Regions from separate parts of the Mus musculus genome. Here region 2 is linked to region 1. A link is a contact called in public Micro-C data. All regions are on one chromosome and are shown on one strand. The core of a region is the stretch at or near the end of the contact, and the rest is flanking DNA. Distances in the headings are between cores, read along the strand shown.

The links. A called contact is a pair of places that touch in the nucleus more often than the background predicts.
Region 2: a Micro-C map of embryonic stem cells shows a contact between it and region 1, with 6 times the contacts expected there. The contact joins the promoter of Nubpl here to the promoter of Heatr5a in region 1. A contact is called at or near these places in 1 of 39 promoter capture datasets (macrophages), 1 of 484 Hi-C or Micro-C datasets (embryonic stem cells), 1 of 115 datasets of contacts at active chromatin or transcription factors (effector CD8 T cells) and 2 of 9 other capture datasets (adipose tissue and liver).

The regions. Positions count from the first base shown.
Region 1 is chr12:51,969,104-51,972,971 of GRCm38.p6, forward strand. It overlaps Heatr5a (HEAT repeat containing 5A), which reads right to left and starts at 2,218. Exons shown (of 36, transcript NM_177171.4): 1 at 2,100-2,218.
Region 2 is chr12:52,095,901-52,099,768 of GRCm38.p6, forward strand. It overlaps Nubpl (nucleotide binding protein-like), which reads left to right and starts at 1,846. Exons shown (of 11, transcript NM_029760.2): 1 at 1,846-1,991; 2 at 2,453-2,600. The coding sequence starts at 1,884.

The DNA of each region.
Region 1 (3,868 bases), core at 968-3,467:
AGGGAAGAGGCTCAACGCCCTCAACTTGATTTTCAGTATGGAGGAGGGAGGGATGGAGATTGATGCTTAAATTAAAAACAAAACAAAAAAAGCAACCAGAAACATACCTCCCCCCTTTCTTCACTCTCAAGAGACCAAAGCTGCTGAAATGATAAAACCATAAACTGGCAGAAAAGCCACGCCTCTCATAGCACTACACTGGATCTAGAACTCCAGAGAATACTCAGAAGGGATTCTAAATGTCATTAAATAGGTTATCAGGTATTTAGAATAGTTGAATTTAGACTACTCAGAAGTTAACCCCTTACTTTATCCATAAGAAAGGCTAATGAAGGTGTTAGCAACTGCCCTCTTAAAAATTAAGCTGCAAAGAATGGAGGGTGGAAAACAGAAACGCACAGGGCAAAGACAAGGAACCTTAATTTTCCCCTCAGAGAGTACATTCATTAGTTTAAATTGATGGTGTTAATTTTAGATAGTAATTAAGAAATTTTAAAGGTTCTGTGGGATTCTGGGAAGATGGTTCAGCAAGTAAGAAGGCTGGCTGAGCAAGAATGAAGGCCCGAGATCAAACCCACAAAAAAACGTGGACGGGGCAGGCACTTCTAACTGCACCGCTGTGGCGGGCAGAAAGACTGCTAGGGCTTTCTCTAGGTTTAGGGAGAAGACCCTGCTCCAAAAAAGCAGAAAGTGAGAGCAGGGCAGACAGTCCTGGGTGCAAGCACCTTCGAATACATGTGCATATTACTACCTCCCCACCCCCTCCCCCGTTATTTGGGAACTCTGTATTTTCCTGCTACTAACATCAAACGCTAATATAATTAAAGAACAAGTAAAGGTAACCTAATCAAGGATCCATAAAGAGTACCAAAGGTTAAGTCAGGAGTTTATTCTTGACCTACAGCTATCTATGTAAAGTAAGTGCATTCCACAGCACAACCAATCCGCTCTCCAATATTCTCCCGCCCCTATCTTAGTAAAACTGCCTCCTTGCTCTCTGGTGTTCGTTTTTTTTTTTTTTTTTTTTGAAAGTGAGTTAGCTGATGTGGCTCTCTCTACCTAAGCCTAGGTTGGCTGGGAACGCTCCCCTTTTCTGCCTCAACATCCTAAATACTAGAACTACAGATGTGCAACGTTAAGCCTGGCTTTATTCGTTTTTGGATGCTTATCTAAAATCTCATTCTTTGCCTCTGTGTATTAGTGCACCCCTTAAATTCCAACACTCTGAAGGCAGAGGCAGGTTTGAGACCGTCTCAAATAAATAATCAAACCTCATCCTCAGACATTGTCTCTAAGATGTTTGCGAAATAAAACCAGGCAACCTTGCATTAGGGTTAACTTAAGTTAATCTCCCAGCATTGTTTTTCAAAGTCCTGAACTGTTATAGGGCTTTTTTTTTTTTTTACTTCCTTAAACTTCTCCTTATCTCTAAGCTCTTTAGTTCCTTTAGGGTGACTAGCATTCTTATAAACCACGCACAACCCAAAAGACTACAAACCATCTAATTTGTCTGACCTGAGAGTTCAAATTCCCTTAACTTGTCAGAGGTACACGTTACGGTTACTAAGTTCCATTAGGTGCTTTACGAAGTTTCTAACGATTTGCAAACGATTTGCAATCATTTGAGATGATCTCTTTCTTGCTGGCGTGAAATAAGCAAATAAAGGAAAATAAAAAACAAACGTTTCCACCGACTCCGCAAACGCCCCTGGCGAAGGCTTTCCTTCTTAAGAAGACCTGGAAACTTCTGGCAACGTCCACTCTCTGCTGCTGGGGGCCGACCTGGAGGTGCAGGGCGGGTCCCCAGCCGCGGGGCAGGCGACCGGGTCCCCGACTTTCCCCTCCCGCGTCCCAGCCCCGCAGCTGCCGACCCCGCCTACCTGTTGGGCTGAGGAGGAAACCCGCCACGCCGCAGTCAGCCCCCGTGTCCCGTCTGTGCCTGCAGCCGGGACCCCGTCCCCCTCGGCTCCGTCCCACCGGGCCGGGTCCTCAGCCTCCGCACCGCGCCCACCCGGGACCCGCGCCACCCGGCTCCAGCCGCTCCCGCCCAGTCCCTAAGCACGCCGCCCCCAGCTTCCTCTCCGGATCTCCCGGCTTGCCTGCAGAGACGCCCTGAGCTCACACCCGTCCCGGCTGTGCCACGTTCCCGGCTCCGCGACAGCACAGCGGCACCCGGCTCCCCGCGGGCGAATGCGGAGCTGGGAGGGCGGGCGGGGCTGACAGCGCGGCGGGAGCGGCCATTGGGAGGGCCCGGCCCCTCCCGCGCCCAGGCTGGCCAGCCGCCCGCCGAGCCAGGGAGCGCACACTGTGGCAGGCGTGACTACTCCACCGCCGAGAGAGCGATGGGAGCTCCTGAGGCAGAAGTCACTTCTAGGACAGCGTGCTGTCCTCCAGTCCGGAGATTCCGGCCACAACTATTTTTGTCTATTTTTGTCGCCAGTCAGAATCTACACTTGCGGCTTAAAAGGCAGACACTTCAGGAGCCTGGAAATATTCAGGCAGGGCCGGAGCTGAAGGAGGATATGATGGAATCTTACCCGAGGAAGGGACTCTAAAGAACTTTTAACAGGAACCTAACTGTAAAAGGACTATGTGAAGATTCCACGCGGAGTCCGTGGCTCTGAGTCAGATGTGTTTTTCCACTATAATCAGGATTTTGAGTGTAACTTTTTTCCCTTGTTTTGAAACAAGCTTACAAGAAGGTTGCAATCGTAGTTCAAAAACATTATTCCCCGAACGGTTTTGAGATTTAAGTTGCTAATATTATGTCACAGTGTTCCTAAGCAGTTTACACATAGTCATAATAACTGCAATAGCGATATTCTTTATGCAATACACTCGGTTTCTTGGTTGTCTCAATCATGTTCCTTGTAAGGAAAGGCCTTCAGTTCCGAAATAAGTGTTCTTTCTAGTTGCAATGCATATCTTCAATCTGGAATACTTCCTTAGTCTTTGACATTTACAACCTTGACAACTTTGAAGACTATTGGCTCACTGTTTTTATAGAAAGGCTTTCATTCTGATTCTGTCTGATATTTATTCATGATTAGATTTAAACTAGATATCTTTGAGGACTCTCACAAGTGATTCCATGTTCATATGTGTCGGTGTTTGCTCTTCAAAAAGCTCCTTTTTCCATCTTTGTAATTAATATGTATTTTCTGAAGCTATTTTGTTTCAGGGTACCTGTGAATAACCTTGTTTAGAAATTCATAATTTATATTACTGGATATAGAATTGTTCCACTTCATTAAGTTGATTATAGTGTTCTTCCATTATTTATCTATTTACTTTTTACAACTTTTTGTGTGTGGGCCTACACATATGTGTGCCACATGCATGCAGTGCCCATGGAGGCCAGAAGAGGGCATCAGAGTTATAGGCAGTTGTGAGGTCCCTGATGTGGGTGCTAGGAACTGAACTGGGGTCCTCTGCAAGAGCAATGAGTGTCCTTTTCTTTTCTTTGTGTTGCATCCTGTACAGCTTGGTCCTAGAAACCTGACTGGGGCAAGAAGAAAGGGCAAACACAGGCACAGAAAAGTTGGGTTAAGGTGGGCCCTGCACATTTTAATGGAGTGGCATCAACTATGAAATAACCCACTGGAACCTCAGAACATGAGGCTAGTAGTCTTGATAAGAGGTATCTGTAGTGAGCTGCAGTTGCTGGGTTTTTGCACACTTTGGTCAATCATTAGTAAACCCTTGACCCAGAAGAGGGCTTTGCCACTCCCATGGGTCTGAGGCCTTGGGTCCTTGACATAGCCATGCCTTAGTCGACAATACACATTCTCTCAGGGCTTATCTCAGTTCCTTACAGTTTTGTTTTGTTATATGCACGTAGGTATGCCTGTCTTTACTTGCACCGTAG
Region 2 (3,868 bases), core at 596-3,095, 130 kb after region 1:
CCATCCATCTGCCTGAGAATTTCATGTCTTTGTTTTTACTAGCTGAGAAGCATGCTTTTTATTTTAATTGACAAATAAGCATAAATATATGTGGGGCGTATACCATCCGCAGTCCTTAACAGTCTGTCTGATGTCTTTGCACGACTCCAGAGCTATTCTTCCAGCTCACCCCCATTTTTTGCCAGCACCCAGGTGTTTTCTCACCCAGGACCTGTCCTTAACTAACTAGGTGCCTCTTGTAGTGCTCAGCACTCTTTTCATTACATATCATGCCATAGCATAATTGTTCTTTGTTTGCTCTGGACTGTATCTTTTAGTGGAGGGTATTACAGTTGGTGCAGTGTAGAATATTCTAAGACTAGTGTTTGGCACATAATGTTTGCTTATAATAAGTAGGCATTTGGTATTTAGTGAACAGATTATAGTGACAGTTCATAGTTTCTTTTTTTAGCTGTGTCTTTTCCTATTCATTTACAAAAACTGAGTTGAAAAGAAATCTAAAGCTATTTGAGGACACATGCCACAAAAGAATATGTGAGAGAAGGCAAGCTGAAAGCGGCGAGCCTAGTGTAAGGCAGAGATAAAGGAATGAAACAACAAGGGCCGTAGCTTGAGGGGAGCAAGCAAGAGTCTGGAGGCCGTTTCAGAGCTTACGTCGTGGAATACACTTCACTAGGAATAGTAATCCTTAAGGCAATTCTTTGATGTTGTTATGCCCATAATAAAAATACTAAAATTAAGAATTAGATCAGAGAAAAATAAACTGATTTTGAGTCCTTGATATGATAAATACAAATAAGAAGCAAACGAAGGAAATAAAAACCCTCCCGAGAAAGTCTTATGCAGACTTTTGAAGGCAAACCGTAGCCATACCTCCAGCCATCTTTAAGTGGATCTGGTTTCTGGATAAGTGTGTGAGTTATTGTTCTTAAAGGGATTGCTTTTGCTCTTTCATCTGTCTTGGATATAGTGCTGATTATCTATATGTACACATTCTTACCTCCCTCAAGTAAAATTCTGCTCCCTCCCTCCCTCAAGCTTTTACTCCAATCTCCGTGCAGATGATTGAACCTGGGGCGTCATATATGCTATGCAAATGCTTTACTACTAGCCTAGCCCTTAAGTTCCTTCGCAACTAGGCTTCTTTACTTGTTCTATTTTCTGATTTAGCTAAACTTTTTGGAATCTAGTAAGGGCTTCTCACCTCTCTTTTGTGAACCATTAGCAACAGAAGCATACAAGGCGGTGGGGGGGGGGGGACGGGACGGGACACTAGCTTAGTGCACAGTTGTACTGTAGGTCACACGCAATGTGTGTGTGTGTGTGCGCGCGCGCGTGAACACACACACGTGTAAATATAATAATGTTAACAGTGGCATTGCTGAAATGACCATATACAGTACTATGCAATAAGGAAAACTTAATCCTCAAATTCCAGCTTTTCCCATTTCTGTTAAGATGGGATATCTTATTAAAATTTCCAAATCTCAGTTTTTAGATTAATAACAAGAGAGGAGGATTGGCGACGCAGCTCTTTGGCAGTGTGCTTGCCTAGTGTGAAGGAGGCCCTGAGTTCAGCCCTAGCATAAAGCCACCCTTCAAACATAAAATATATTTTTTTCCTAATAAGTCTTCTTGTTTACTCTGGAAGAATAAACTAAAGTGCTATATGTGAAAAGGCTTTGGGAATATCTGGTTAAACGCTGCAAAAAAATATTTCTAGCTGATGACAAACAGTATTAAATCAAATGGAGTCCCTGAGCTGAAGAAACACCAATCAGGCTCATCTCCAGGAAGGGGACGCCAAGGGTTGCCACGTGACGTCATTTTTCCGCGCCGGACGCCAAGTGCTTCCATCCCGGCCCGAGCAAGAGCCGCGCGCCATGGGGACCTGGCGGCGTTTGCTGCTCTTTGGCGGGGTGTCACTCCGGGGTGGTGGCGCGGCCACTGTCCCGCCCCGGGGGTGCCGAGCTTTGGGTTGTGGGCGCCAGGTGTGTGCCGAGCGCGGGCGGGGTGGTGCCTGCGCGCTCCCGCTAGCGGGTTTGCTACAAGGTGGCTGGGGCTTGTGGTCCCAAACTGTCCCGAGTATGGATGTGTGGCATGCACAGTGCTCTCTTGTTTTGGGGTTATTTAGTGAATAGGTTAAGGAAAAGGCAAATCTGCGGAGGGCTTAACTCGGTAAAAAGTCCACTTCAGGGTTTTTTTTTTTTTTTCTTTTTTTCCATCCTCACTTACACTGGTAGACAAATTTCAGCTTGAACAATTACCTTTGACGTTGAGATTAGCATTTAATAAAGACCACCTAAAGGCTAAGTCTATGGCAATGAACATTATTAGAAAAGAAAGCCCCGTTAAACCCAAACTCTGGGTTGTTTTCTCTTTTACAGCATAGTAATCCAGTGATGAGAATGATTGGTTTAAATCACTTTTTTTTTTTTTTTTTAACTTAAAGTTATTAGGCGCTGAGAGTGAGGCCTTGAAACAAAGAAGAACACAAATCATGTCCCGAGGACTTCCTAAGCAGAAGCCTATAGAAGGTGTTAGAGAAGTCATTGTTGTGGCCTCTGGAAAGGGTGGTGTTGGAAAGTCTACCACCGCAGGTATTGTAAGGTGTCCCTTCCCCTCCTGACTAATGAGTGATGCTCTCAAATGCACTGTAAATGACCACCTTTCAGGCTTCCTATCTGTGATGTTTCTGACATTGGTTCCTTAGAACTAGGATTTGATAACGGCTGGGAGCTGAACTAATAAACATCTGCATTACCAGATTGCCTATTCAGTAGAGCAAAAAGTAGTTAGATTGTCTACCGGTATTATGTTCACTTAACTGGGAATCTCTTTCGAAGGCTGGTATGCAAATTGCACTGACCACTTAGCCCAGTGTATTTGCCATAGAAGCGCCTAGGAATTGGTTGCTGTTACTTTTAAAACATCCAGTAATTGTATACTAAATTATGTCTGTTCTTTTTCACTGTCATTGTACATGTACCTGAATATTTGCAATGAGAACACTTATTACTGTGTTTGTTTTTCATTTAATCACATGATTTATAGCATTTCTAAAGTCACCAAGACTTTCCTGTGCTCAGGTGCATGTGTGTGGAGGGCAGAGGGTAACATTGGGTGTCTTGGTTGTTCTCCACATTTTTTCAAGGGCTGCCTGACTACTAGCTCTCAGGACCTGCCTGTCTCTCCTCTGTTCTATCCAGTGCTGTGGTCACACCCAGGTCCTTGTGCTTGTGTGGCAAGCACTTATTTGGAGCCATCTCCTCTCCGAGTCATCTTGTCTTCACATCCTCTTTAACAGTATACTAGCGATGGGGAATCTTTTTCGTGGCTCTTTTTGGTGATTGTAATTTGTCACTAAGATGGTGTTTTTAGCACCAAAGATTTTCAGTCCTGAAATCGAATCAACACCCAAGACTAAGAGTTATTTTCAAAAGAAATCTTTTTTTCTAAAGAGACTATAAGGAATGATGACGTGAGAAACTTCTTGTAACCCTACCCATTAGAACAGCTTATTGAGCTGTATTGGCAAGTAAATATTATGTATTTTGAAGGTTCTAGTGACAGATAGTTCTGTACAGTTACCCTCATCAGCCCAAGGAGGTTAACTAAAAAAAAGTTTGTATTTAAAATTAGATGATTTACCTACTATCAATCTGGAATACAAATTATTTTGTAATATATGAGTAGATTTGTAAGTACCATGCCCTAGGTTAAACAAACTTTATATACAGTATTTTAATCCTCACAAGACTTACAAAAGTAGGAGACAGCTTTATTTTATAGAGAAGGAAGCAGACTGACAGATAAAAACCTATAGCTACATGGATACCTATAACAGCATTTATTTTAAAAAGCAGTC